Regions from separate parts of the Zea mays genome. Here region 1 is linked to region 2. A link is a contact called in public Hi-C data. All regions are on one chromosome and are shown on one strand. Each heading gives the region's core, a stretch centred on a gene start, on an enhancer-like site or on the middle of the called end of the contact. The rest is flanking DNA. Distances are from core to core; before and after follow the strand shown. Region 1 holds the start of LOC100274552 (F-box protein AFR). Region 2 has its middle 79 kb from the start of LOC100502532.

Region 1 (6,504 bases), core at 1,452-3,951, 190 kb before region 2:
TAGTCGGCTAAGATCCTCAAGTTACCGCCAAAATGGTTTCGGGGGATCCGAACTCGGCCCGGAACGGAACCACCATGTCGATGCTGGTTGCGTTCACGGCGGCTCCTTACATAGCGGATGGTCGCTAACTCAAGTTCGTCGTCATCAGCTTCCATGTCTTGAGCCATGTGCAAGAGAACATTGGACTTAATAAAGGGATCCATTACTGTTTGTGGTATGAAGAGGTGGAAGTGATGAATGAAGTGTAGACGTGCCTCATGTGTTATATAGCCCATGGTGGCTTCGGCTATACACCACAAGCTACTCTTTTTGTAGAAGCCAATGGTTGTCTTGTGACGCAAGCCAATGTCTTGCGGGACAAGACGGTACCAATCTTGTTTATAAAGTGCAATTTTGTAACAATGCACATAGTAGACAAGAAATATAGTACATTTTAAGCATAATTGTACAATTTACTAACATGTTTAAGAATTAAAATTTGAACTAATATGTTTCAATTAAATGACCGCGTACAATTTAAACGATCGGATATATGTGTTATTCAATAATTATTATTTTCTTCAATTAATAATACCGCACGTTGCATTTAGGTAGAAAGTTAAAAGAAGAATGAATAAATAAGGTAGTGGTGTATTTAGATATAAATGACGAAATTTAGGGAATGTTATTATAGAAATAGAAATAAAAAGAATATAAAGATAGGATTACTAAGAGAGAATATTTATGTAGGGCTAATTTGCGAGTTCAAAATCGAAGGAGATTAGAGGGGTTAAAATTCATTTCTTATTTAAAATTGGATAAAAACGCAATTTTAGTTCCTACAATTTACTTCGATTTTGTGGATGACAACTAGTCTAGAGGAAAAGAAATTTAGAGTACATAGGTTGAGAGGCTTACATCACGTTCTTTTGCAAGCTGGAACTGAGGTCAGTTTCAAATCATTACATCACATTTTTTTGATTTTGGTTTCTTCTCCATTGTTTCTCAAAATACAATACCAATATATAATATATACACAGGTACAAGAAAAACCTCAAATCAAAACGGAAAGAAAAATAATCCGTCCTGCCTGCTCGCTTCCTCCTTTGTCCTTTCCCCGAGGTGGAAAAGACTTCTCAGCCTCTTCCAAGTCCCATCACTGCTCGCTCACAGACTGGTCCCACGTGGCGAGACTGTGCTGCCTGTGACTGTGAATACATGTGCTTGCGCATCCGGAAAATCCATCTGGGCAGTCTGGCAGCAGGGCACTCGCTCCTGCCGGCGAGACGCTGGAGCAGTCAAGTTTCACTGACATGTGGACCAGCCAGGGGCGACGTGATGTGGCTCGGGGCTTGTGGACCCGTGTGGGTGCGCGGAGTGGGCCGAAACGTCTTGGTTCGGCGATGCAGATGTTTGTTCTACCCGAAGGCTGGGTCATGCGTAGAGGACCTGTGCGTTGCAGGGCGCGAGCCCGACGAACTCGGTGGGGCCCTTGACCACCTCCCACTCCACCACTTCCTCCTCGACGCCGTGGACGCCGGGTGCCGCGGCGGTGTCTGAGGCCGAAACAGTGCCCACGGCGACGTCCAGCCCGGCGCCAACAACGTATATCCTTCGCCTCCCACCGGCGACCTCCCCGATCTCCCCGGCGACGACGTGTGGCCGGCGCACCTCGGGGGGCACCCCGCTGCCGGCCACCATCCGCCACTCGTCCCGGGCCTCGTCGTACTGCTTCAGCCGCCACTCCCCGTACTCCGCCACGATGTACATCCGGCCGCCGGCGACGGCGCAAGAGCCCGTCCACCCCTCCCGCATCCCGCGCGCCATCTCGCACCACGAGTCCGTGGCGGAGTCGTACACGGCGCCGCGCGGCGCGCGCTCGAACGGCCACGCCCACCCCTCCGTCACGTACAGCTTCCCACCCGCCGCCGCCGCGTCGTACCACGCCACCGCCGCGCCCCGGCGCGGCGCAGCCGGCGACCACCGCCCGGCATCCGGGTCGAACACCTCGGCCTCGCCGTCCTCCCCGGCCACCACCACCCGCCCTCCCACCTCCCCAGCCGCCATGTACCCGCGGGGCGTCCGCATCGCCGCCGCCTCCTCCCATCCGTTCCGCGCGGCGCTGTACACGGCCACGCTCGTCACCGCCTTGTCGCTGCCCTCCTCGACGCCCCCAATCACGTAGATCTCGCCGCGGCGGGGGAGCCCCACCACCGCAAACGACCCGGCCGCGGCGCCGCCGGGCACCGGCGGGAGCAGGAGCCACCTCCTCGAGAAAGGGTCGAGCGCCTGGCACTGGAGGCGTCGCGACACAGGGTCAAACGCGAAGGCGAAGAGGAAGGGCAGCGATAAGGACAACGAGCCCATGGCTGCGCTCCCCGCGCCAGCCCCCGCCCCCTCCGCGGGAGTGAACAGCAGCGGCTTGGCAGGGGAGTCGGTGAGGAAGCGGTTCCAGGTGGAGGAGACGGTGCGGAAGAGACGGTGGTAGAGGAAGGGCAGGTGGAGGAGGCACTTCTCGGCCACCTCTTCCGGCAGGCCCGGGATAAGCTCCACGACCTCTTCCCCCTCCCCGTCACCGGCGTCCAGCACCTGCTGTTTGCTCATGGACGAGAAGCTCATAGTGGCGGGGCCGAGTGGCGCGCGATTGTTCGGTCGAATTTGGCGCGATCCGCTGCACCCCGCTGTGGGTGTGGGGAAGCTCTCTCGGTCTCGGTTCGGCTTGGTGATGGGGAGAGATCTCTGATGGGGAATGGAAGGGAAGCGGGGTCGGCGGGAATTTATAGAGGTGGGTGGGTCGGTGTGTGAGCGTGAGGGTTTGGACCCTGGACGCGCAGGCTGTCCGAGGCACCGATCTCACCGGTAACGATGGTTCGATGGCGAGAGGTTGGGTGAGGCGGGGCCATGGTGACTGGTGGCAAGTGCTGCGGCGCCGGAGGACATGGCTAACATGGCGGTGTCGGCGCTGGAGGCCTCTCTCGGCAGAGCGTATCCGCGGACAGCGCGCGCTGTGCCAGTGTGCGCAGCAGCAGAGAGAACGTATCGGAGGAGCGGCAGGCGCGCGCGTGCGCATGTGCGCCGGGAGTCTGGTGCTGCGATCGGGCGTGCAGTGCACAGACAGGGGGCGCGCGGGTTGAGGACGGGGCGCGCATGCGGCATGCGCGCCGCGCGTGGTGGGGGCGGGGGATCGCTTGCCTCGTCTTTACGGGACACTGCGATCCGAGGCGGGAGCGCGCAGCCACTCGAGCCGAGGCGGTGCCGCGCTCGGGGAGGCAGCCCAGCGCGGGGTGCTCGCGCGTGCAGCCCAGCGGGGGCCAGCAGATCGAGCATCGCGCGACGATGGTGGGTGGGTGGAGATGATCAGGCGCGGGGCGGTGTAGGTGCGTGCCGACATCCCATGCAGCCAACGCAGTGCCCCAGCCCCCAGGGTAGGCCGATACCGGAGCCCCGCGCCACCCAACGCCAGCGACAGCGACGCCGCGGACTCCTCCTCGCCCTCGCCGACGCGCACGGTGCGTTCCTGGAGGCGCTGCTCGACCTAAGGTGCGGCCACGGCGCACTCTGGCTGTGCGACACGGCGGGCGCCCAGCGGCACGCTGAGAGTGACCTTGTCCGCCTCGTGTCCTCCGCGCGCGCCGGCGTCAGGCTCCCGCAGGCGGCGGTGCCCGTGGCGCCAGCCAGCGAGCGAGGAATAGCACTTCCTGTTGGCCATAGATGGCGATGAAAGCCAACTGCATCGTCCGCACCTTTCCCCTACGTTGCCCGCATACGCTCTGTAGTGGCGGACCATGGCCTCCCGCTTCACCTGCAGGGCGCCGCCGACCGAGCGCGCCTGTGGCAGGAGCCGCTCGCTCAGACCAGATTGGCGCCTCTTCAGCAGCGTGACTTCTGTCCTTCAAGCTATGAAGGTGAGTCACATGCCCTCTTCCTCATCAGATTGTTCGGGTTATATGCTTTGCTTTGTTTTTCTTTTTGTTTGTATATGATGCCCGACAGCTCGTTGTGTTCATATCTGATTCCAGGGCTTCATCTGTATGCTAAAACTGCATGATTATAAAAGATGTTATCCTGGATCTAAATCGCCTAAATGAAAAGTATTAACTTAAACCTGAATTGGAAATTGATGTTGCGATAGTTTTTGAAAACTTCACTAATTAGTTTATTTATATCTTTTCTCACTCCGGATCTGTGCAGTCCACAAATCTCATAAAATTTACAATATTGCTAGACTAAGTTCATTGAATCTGGACAAATTCATGATTATGTATCTGCTAAAATAAATCCATGCTATTTAGTAAGGTCATTATCATGTTGCCTCTTGCATTACATTTAGATTATTTAAGATTGTGGATGCTTGTGTCATACTGTAACTGTAACTGAAACAATAGCTGTGCAGAAACATAGAAAGGTTATCTGCAACTGCGAGACACAAGCATTTCCTATGGCATGACAGGGACACGTATTTGGGCAGTGGTGGTTCATGGCCGAGGCACAGTTCCACGACCAGGGCGACGTGCACAACATCGCCATCGAGTGCAGTGGTGGTGTGAGGACGTGATACCGATGTGGAAATTACTATTGCCATCGACGACGAGAGCACTTTACTAGATCTTCTTAGGTAAATTTCTTACATTCTGTTGGTTAATTGGTTGGTTCTTATATTGTTTATAATGTTCAGTTGTGTGACAAATGTTGTAGCATAAATAAATAACTATAAACTTCTCCCCTGATTACTATGTCTAAAGACCATCATAAATTATGATATTTAAAATGTAATTAGTCAAGAAAGTGCAAAACCTATCATATAGCTGCCTTAACTTCTCAAGAAAAGCTTAAAAAATGACAGGCACAATGCAGGCATATCTGATATGAGAAGTGGAGGACGTCCTGGGCTCCTAAGGATTTCTGAGTGCTTGTTTATGAAGCCTTCATATATTGTTGCATAATACACCTACTTCTGTAGATGACTAATATCTTTTTTTCCGAGTGGCAAAGAGCTTAACTTTAACATTATGCTAGGATAACTTACTAATTTGTTCTTTACAAGTTGTTTTGTTCTGACTGATGTTATAATGATCCATTCAACTTATGTTAAGCTACAAGCACTGAAGCACCACCATATAGTTTCATGAAAAAAACTTCATTTGAAATGTTTGGCATCTTTATTTATATATGTCTAGGTCATCTATAGATCATTTTCACTTTAGATGATCGACAATCTCTTTTTTATATAGCATACAACAGCTTTTGGTTGAGGGGCCTATTCTCGTTCATGAACCAAATCCAGTAGTTAATGCAATTACAATTGGTGTTGGTTTTGTTGTATTTCAATGAGTTTCATGTTCTCTTGCCTGATCTCATATTTTTTATATGTTGTGGATATTGTGAGATAAGAAGAGGAAACTGAACGATGGGCACACTGCGGGTGATCAGGTGGCAGCGATGTGAGGACGGTCAGCATGGCCATGGAGATGCTGATGAAGCCTAGGTTGGTCATCCTAGATGAGCCCACCATTGGTTTGGATAGGTATGCACTTCTATTTCATCTCTTTTGGAAGCTACCGTTTGCTAGAGTGACTCATTTGCCACAAAAAAATAATAATATATGCAGTGCTTCAACACTGCTAAGGTTGGTGAGAGACAATGGTCGAACAGTCATAGCCAAGAGCCCAAGATGAATCCAGACTGGGAGTGTTAGTACTTATTTTATTGAGTTGACTAATAATTCTGTTATCTTAAAAGGATTATTAGAACCTTCCTCGTGATCTTGAAAGAAAAACCCCCAGACCAGCTTTGTTTAGGATGCAAATATATGCGCTCAGCTTTTTTTGGAAGAAATATCTGTGCTAGTTACCAATGACATTTTTTATTTAATTATATACTCTAGGTTCCAAATTATAAGTCGCTGTGACTTTTTTTTGGTACATCTAGATACATAGCAATACACAGCAAAATCGATGTACCAAAAAGTTAAAGTGTCTTATAATTTGCAATGGGAGGAGTATAAGAATGTCTCTCTTTTGTTTCAGAAACTCTTTCAGGCATGAACTAACTGTACTGGAGAAGGTTCGACACTGTACTATGTTGTTCAGTTCGTCGGAGCTGTCACTCAGGACATACCTATGATGATTGTTTCTGAACTCCATGAAGAGGTATATAGCACCATGGCTTTTTCCCATGGCAATCGAAGTTAATATAATCTTAAGACCAAGTAATTTTAAGTATGGCACTATTTATTAGTGTATATGAAAATTGTTCTCTGATGGGTTGACTTCATTCTTTTTCCTGTGAACTCAAAAAGACTTATGAGATGTATCCAGAAGAAAGCAAAGTTACGTGCGCAAAAGGTGCTAAGAAATGGCCTTGATATTTCCAGGTACTTCTAGGTTCTGGCCCCGACAAGGGCTGAAGAATCCAAATATGCATCATATATGAATAGCTCTTTTACAGTTTCAGAAAAAAGATAACAATGCACATGCTTGCTATCAATGTTTCTTGCTGTTGCCTTTACCACGTGGAAACCAGACT
Region 2 (6,915 bases), core at 2,722-5,221:
ACTCGTTATAGGTACGGATTTTTAATGAGTATATATATTTTTCACGGATATAGATTTGATATGGCAAAACCCAGCGAGTTTATACCTGTTGCCATATCTAGGTGTCACTGGCCTACGAAGGTTTATATAAAGTGAATTAATAAACTGCCCTTTATTTTTCCATAAAACGGAAAATAGTTGAATATATATATATATATATATATATATAGTTACCGACTCTGTGTATTTTGGTATTTCTGTACATTTTTTCTCGCCGTTTCCTGTTTTTTCAACTCCAGATCTCTATTGATGTATGATCTATATTTTCTCTAACCATTGAACTTAGTAATTATTGAATATAGGCCAAACATTGAGAGAGACAAAAGAAAAAAAATTGACGGCGGGCCTCAAACATTTCAATATGAGCAAAATCATCATTGTGGCCTTTCCAATTAATTTAATTTCACTTTCAAAAATCTCTTTAGCATAGATCTATTTCACTGCATCCTTCGCTTGAAACCCTGAGGTGCATGAAAGGCCATGTTGCGGAGATAAGTGCAACAATACGAGCTTTTATGTTATCTCCAGGCACTAACATGCTTGCATATCTATTTTTGGAGATCACGTTTAATACCATTCACCCTCAACGTAGCATAGACGAGACACGAGAACGCGGCTCAGCCTCTATATGGCCTAATGGAGTGTTTGGTTTGTGTAATTACTCCATCTAAATAGATGCGGTGTATTATGGGTTCATATTTCTTAAATTTGGTGGAATACCTCAATTCCTCAAATTAATATTAATTAACTAACTATGAGAAATAATATGGTGATAGATTAACACATTTTATTCAACAAACCAAACAAAAACAGTCAGACCCAACATTCTAACTTCATTACATGTCTATATGTACAGCAGTACAGCAGTACATACGTATGCGCTCTCTGCTGAAAGCGTACACACGCGCGTGCTGCTCTGCTGCCGCTGGGCATAGCAGCAAGCACGAGACCACAGGTGGGTCGGCCGGTTGGGCCCTTGTGGTCCCCACACGCCATTATCACCACGAATCAATCGTACAGATGGCGGTCGGACGGACCACACAACCAACAAACCAGAAGGTGGTCATACCTTCTTCCCTTTTGCCCGTAGGCACAAGTTGTGGAGTGTTGGTTAGATCACACATGTAAAGACTCATCATCATCAACTACATATAAATAAATATATCTGCGTATTCAGCCTTTTTTCCTGCCCCCTCTGTTCCTCCGTGCAGTCTTAAGATAAAATATATATCATTCCATGTACAATCACGTTGGTTGTTGGTAGTGGTAGATGGAGGAGGAGCTTCTATTATCTGATGTAGAAAAAACGGATTTAGGGTGCCGTTTGATTCACGTATCGGTAATATAATAGATGAATAACTGATAACGTTAGATCATATTTGTTTAGAACCAACAGTAATCAGATAGCATATTAGGAACTAATACCGACCTATTCAAATTTGTTATCATTGTTACTCGAGTTTGAATAATTACCGTTATCATTTACGTTACATTTCGTGAACCAAACGACACCTAGGTGTTGTTTGATTCATATAATTGTAACGTGATGTGTAACAGATCACGTTAAACCATGCTTGTTTAAGTCCAACCATAATAAGATACCACACTGGAAATTGATATCGGCTTACTCAAACTTATTACCGTTGTCACTCGAGTGTGAATCATTACCCTTGTCATCCATGTTACAATTCGCGAACTAAAAAAGACCTTATAGCCCCAAGGCAGCTAGGAGTCGTTGGAGCTCCATTTGAAAGGTCATAGATGCCTTCTGTCCATGGACGCACCGGACAGGAAACAATGTCGATTTCCTTCCTTTTCTGGCGAAACCGACCATTGCAGCCACGACGCTCGTGGCACATGGCGAAGTCCACGCGTCACCCGTTGATTGCGTTGCCGACCGTTGGCGTGGGCGCGGCTGGCATACCGGACAGTCCGGTGAATTATAGCCGCGACGCGCTGAACTTTTCCCGAGAGCGGCTGTTCGCTAGGGGAGCCAGCCTGAGCACCGGATAGTCCGGTGCACCTCAGTCTAGCTGGACTCAGCCAAACTCTTCCAATTCAATTTCTCTCGTTTTAACAAGGCTCCTAGCACTTAGTAGAATAATATTAGTACCAAAAACAATTTACTAAATCTAGAATCATACCTTGATTTTCCATTTGCATCTATTTGACACTTAGCACAAAACAATATATGTTGAACATCGAATAACCAAAATATTTATAGAAATGACCCAAGGGCACATTTCCATTTCACAGTCTGACTTGTTAGTGTGGACAATCAAAGATTATATCAGTTCGAGCGAGAGTTCTAATTTGTTACGATATCTTGTTCAGACTAAGCTCCAACTCTGCTTAGTAAAAAAAAAGATAAAGCAAGGAGAGCTAGCGTTTAATGGGTGCTTTGTAAATTTAAACTCTAGCTTTTATAAGCTGCTCTATCATGAAGTCTATGGAGCCAAAAAGCGATCTCAAAGAACCTTCATAGTCTCATGCATTACGGGCTCACTAGTTAGTTGCTTGTAAATTGCTAAGGTCTTTATATATATCATATCATATAGATAGATCTAGTTTAAATAAGATATTTATTAAAATATGGTTATATTTTTTGTATTTTAAAATTATTAGTATGTACTTTTACATTCATATAACATAAATAGACATGAGTTGTAATGGTAGAAACCGAGCACTTAAAACTAGTGGGTAGCATTCGAATCCCTACACCCTATTTTTAAAATATTTATTTCTCGTCGTAGAGAAAATTTATTCGCTCATTGTATTAAGTAAAGATAAAGATTTGATTCTCTCTGGGGTGGGAGAAGTAACCAAATGAAAGCCAGATAAAAAGTCTCGCCTCACGGCATGGCTCACAAGCACCAATATTAATATAACAATAACAATTGCAATAGAACGGGGGTAGTTATACCAGAAAGGTGGGTGAGAATGGAGACAGGATCATGAGGAATGAATGATAGTACTAGTGTTGACCAGATCTGGATCACCCCATCAGGCGATCACGTACCAAGTCACTAGCTATCACAGGAGTGCTCCAGCTTGATGCGCGATTAATCGCATAGAATAATCTGTGACTCGGAGAAATGGCGATGAGCGCAGGCAAGCAATGTGGCCATGCCCGCGACAGGTGGCCTCCCTGTCTGTCGTGCCAAGTGACCAGGCATATGGCTCCAAGCTCCACGAGATTCGGACAGACATAAAAGAGGCCCAATAATTGAGGGGAGCTCACGATCCCTGGCTTCCAAGTCACATGCATACATCGACAGAGACAGATACAAAGGCCGGCCGAGTGATTGATCAAATAGACGGCTCCTGCCTGCACCCAAGAGCCGTTCTAAGTTTGTTTCACAGTCTTGCCCTTGCGTTGGCGATAAGTGATGGCTAGGATCCGCTGTCTGCGCGACCTACATATAAGGGGGTGAGGGTCTAGGCCTCGCTTATTTCTTTATTGTAAGTATTAGTGTCTAGATTTTTTACCATTAAATCTTCTGCTGAACCTAACTAAAATGTCCTCGCTCTAATATTTTGGTGTCTATCCTTAGAAGTGTGCCTTCATTTTTGTTTTGTTCTGGGTCTGTCCCTGTTTGCGCCCATCTTGGCATGCATGGCGTGTATACCTGTCCGTGTCAGGCTTTGTTCGATTATTTCTTTTTCACATTGATTGAAGGATTGAAGCGGACTAAGATGTATTGAAGCAGATTTTAACTTGCTATAAATTTAAACTGACTTAATTATATCCAATCCATATGAATTAACATCTAACCGACCCAGTCCTGAGGTGGATTATTGTTAAGAAAAGAAAGAAAGCAAAAGAGCCGGCAGATGCTTTTGGCAACACAGCAGCCGATGGTTGAGCCCAGGAGGCCCGGAGAAGTTGAGAATTGAGATTGAGAGCAGAGAGAGAAGCCCATCGTCTTGTGACTGCCGCGCTCGCATGCTGCCTTGAGTCGACATGCAGCCCAGGCACAGCAGCAGGCCCTCTATACTGCAGTAGCCTGCATGCCCTCCGAATTTTTTGCATTTTGGTCCTTTATCGGAAAAAAATTCACGTTTGGACCCTAGAAAATTTTAATGTCATTTTTGGACCCTTTACTCGGCGCCGTAGCCTGTGGCGCCGAGGTAACACAGCTCGGCGCCATAGGCTATGGCGCCGAGGTACGTGTTGCGTTGGCACAAACGGATGTCGTGGCGCCGACGTGGTGCCGAGCTCGGCGCCATAGATTATGGCGCCGAGCTCTATTCTATACAGAAAACTTATCTAGCTTAGTTGGTAAAATACAAGACCCTTAACCTTATGGTTGCGGGTTCAAGCCCCATGGTGGGTGGTTTTTTTTAATACTTTTTGTCTTTGTCACTTTTTTGTTTTTTTTGTTGTCCATATTTTTTGTTTATGTCGCTGATTTGTTTGTCCTGATTTATTTCTCATCCAGTTTTATTTTTGTGACTGATTTGTTTATTCGTCCAAATTTTTTTATCCGGCGAGCACAGCAGCTGTGTGCCACAGTGCTCACAAGCCGTCAACTTCTCCCCTTGTTTGCTCAGCTAACCACAATAAAAATCAAATGAGAACACTCTTACTTCAATCGTGATCAAATAAAAATATTATATTTTCATTGAGTTCTTTTGAACATAAATTTTAAATACATAATAACATATTCCCAGTAAAAAGAAGCACACATAATCATCTTTTTTTCTTCTGCACTAAATAAAAGTATACTCCATTATATACTTGTCTCATGGATGATATATTTTAGAATTTACTGCATATACAGCTGTTGTGCTCGCAGGATAAAAAAAATCTGGACGAATAAACAAATCAGTCACAAAAATAAAACTGGATGAGAAATAAATCACGACGGATAAATCAGCGACATAAACGAAAAATATGGACAACAAAAAAATGTGACAAAGACAAAAAGTATTAAAAAAACACCCACCGTGGGGCTCGAACCCACAACCACAAGGTTTAGAGCCTTGTATTTTACCAACTGAGCTAGACAAGTTTTCTGTACAGAATAGAGCTCGGCGCCATGATCTATGGCGCCGAGCTCGGTACCACGTCGGCGCCACGACATCCGTTTGTGCCAACTCAACACGTACCTCGGCGCCATAGCCTATGGCGCCGAGCTGTGTTACCTCGGCGCCACAGGCTACGACGCCGAGTAAAGGGTCCAAAAATGACATTAAAATTTTCTAGGGTCCAAACGTGAATTTTTTTCCGATGAAGGACCAAAATGCAAAAAATTCGGGCATGCCCCCCGCCCCGGACTTGTGCTGCAGCACATGCATGATGCATGCTTCGGCCGGCAAAACAGACAGGTAGATAGATCCATAGAGGATAGAGCTATAAATCAACTAAGGCGTCGTTCGTTTCGGCCGGAACGGCCTATTCCCGGCCTCTTTCTGGGCGGGATGAATCAACCCGACTTAGAATCCGGCCCAGTCTGTTAGAGCCGTTCGTTTTAATCTGGACCAGAAACAGATCCACCTGATTTGAATTCCCTTCGCTTAATTCTTGGTCTGGAACGAGTCCTGGTGAGCTACCTCCCGGATTGGTTCCTGGGCTAGTGACTAGGAATTAGTGACAACACATGTATCACTTGATCCTGGGCTGCTTTCGATCCTGGCCTGGTTTGGACGCTGGCCTGCCGAACGGGCCTAAGTGTTAAAGGCCTTCATCTTTCAAAGATCATTAAAACACTAATTAATCATTGTTTTCTAATACATCTCTAAAAAGTATCACAGGTGCTTTAGTAAAAACCACCTTCAAAATGAATCAAACAAATATGAAAGTACATTTCTACTGGCGGACAAAACTGATCTCCGACCGAGGCAACATACAAAGAAGCTTCGCCTGTGCACGCAAGTGACAAATGTGTTAGCTGAAGTCGATAACTTTAGCAACAACAGAAGAACTTCGAACATAAGCCAGACGAGAAGCTACCAAACAACGGGGGCTAACCCGTGCAACCGAGGATGGAATAAATACATTATTGCCCTGATGTCATTTGTAAACAATGTGTGTAAAACCTTAAGGGGCATGATTGTAATTCTGTGCAAAGACGGTTCATTTTCCATATAAATAGATGAACAATGCCCTGCATAAAGCTCCAAAACCTTTTGGAGGGTCATCACTCCGTTTTACTTAGCCTACGAAGAACCTTTGTGCCACCCTGTGTGCGGGAGCTGAAGGTGTGCTTGTACACTCATTTATCAGGAGAAATAAAATAAAATACTAAAGCATATGAGATGAGTTGAATAAGAAGTTCCACTTTGTGGCTTTCATGTTGTTTCATTATGTTCCTTAGTGTTAAATCAATACGACGAAGGTCTTTATATCTAACTTGTGTTGCCTTATGAATCCAGGCATAAATAAGATCCGTTGACAGGGTCTGGCTTGCCTAAAAACACCTCTAGCTTTTACTTAAAAAAACAACATTTTGGTAGTTCACAAATCATTTAGTAGAAACGACTTATCCTAATTTTTTAAAACATGTCCTATATTAAAATGTCAGAGCTAGAGCCACAGTCAATGGTCTACTATTTGTGGCTCCTTTTTCATACTAAAAAATGGCTCTGCTTTTTATATGCAAAAAGATATTTGGTAGGGCTTCGGCTTTTTTTGCAGAGAAATACCAGAACTCTGCCAAACCGGGATGTGGTGCGGACACTTCAATATTCTTACATAGTTACATCAATGCATTAAAAATCGGTAGCAACCGATGAATTTCTAATAGTAAAAAATCGTACCAGAAGGGTCGCTAGTTTAAAAAGACCGAGACAAAAGGTAACGCAATTTTATTTTCCGAGGCCTAGTTTAAAACGTACTGTGCTCCCTGGCCGTCCTGTCAGTTCCACGGCCGT

The links. Hi-C and Micro-C count contacts between places; a contact is called where the count stands out from the background.
Region 1: a Hi-C map of leaf shows a contact between it and region 2, with 7 times the contacts expected there. The contact joins the promoter of LOC100274552 here to the enhancer-like site in region 2. A contact is called at or near these places in 5 of 25 Hi-C or Micro-C datasets (bundle sheath, ear, leaf and 2 more).

Annotation. Positions count from the first base shown.
Region 1 is chr9:112,646,815-112,653,318 of Zm-B73-REFERENCE-NAM-5.0, reverse strand. LOC100274552 (F-box protein AFR) reads right to left here and starts at 2,701. Exons shown (of 1, transcript NM_001148907.1): 1 at 970-2,701. The coding sequence starts at 2,598. The coding sequence ends at 1,414. It overlaps LOC103638863 (a long non-coding RNA gene), which reads right to left and starts at 262. Exons shown (of 2, transcript XR_559070.2): 1 at 1-262. It also overlaps the pseudogene LOC100381871.
Region 2 is chr9:112,461,352-112,468,266 of Zm-B73-REFERENCE-NAM-5.0, reverse strand. No RefSeq gene overlaps it. Among protein-coding and RNA genes, the nearest start is that of LOC100502532, 79 kb to the left of the region's middle. Within about 2 kb of position 3,971, at least 17 of the 20 cell types and tissues checked have an H3K27ac peak or open chromatin away from gene starts, as enhancers often do. A contact at or near this core is called in bundle sheath, ear, leaf and 2 more, where this site is marked.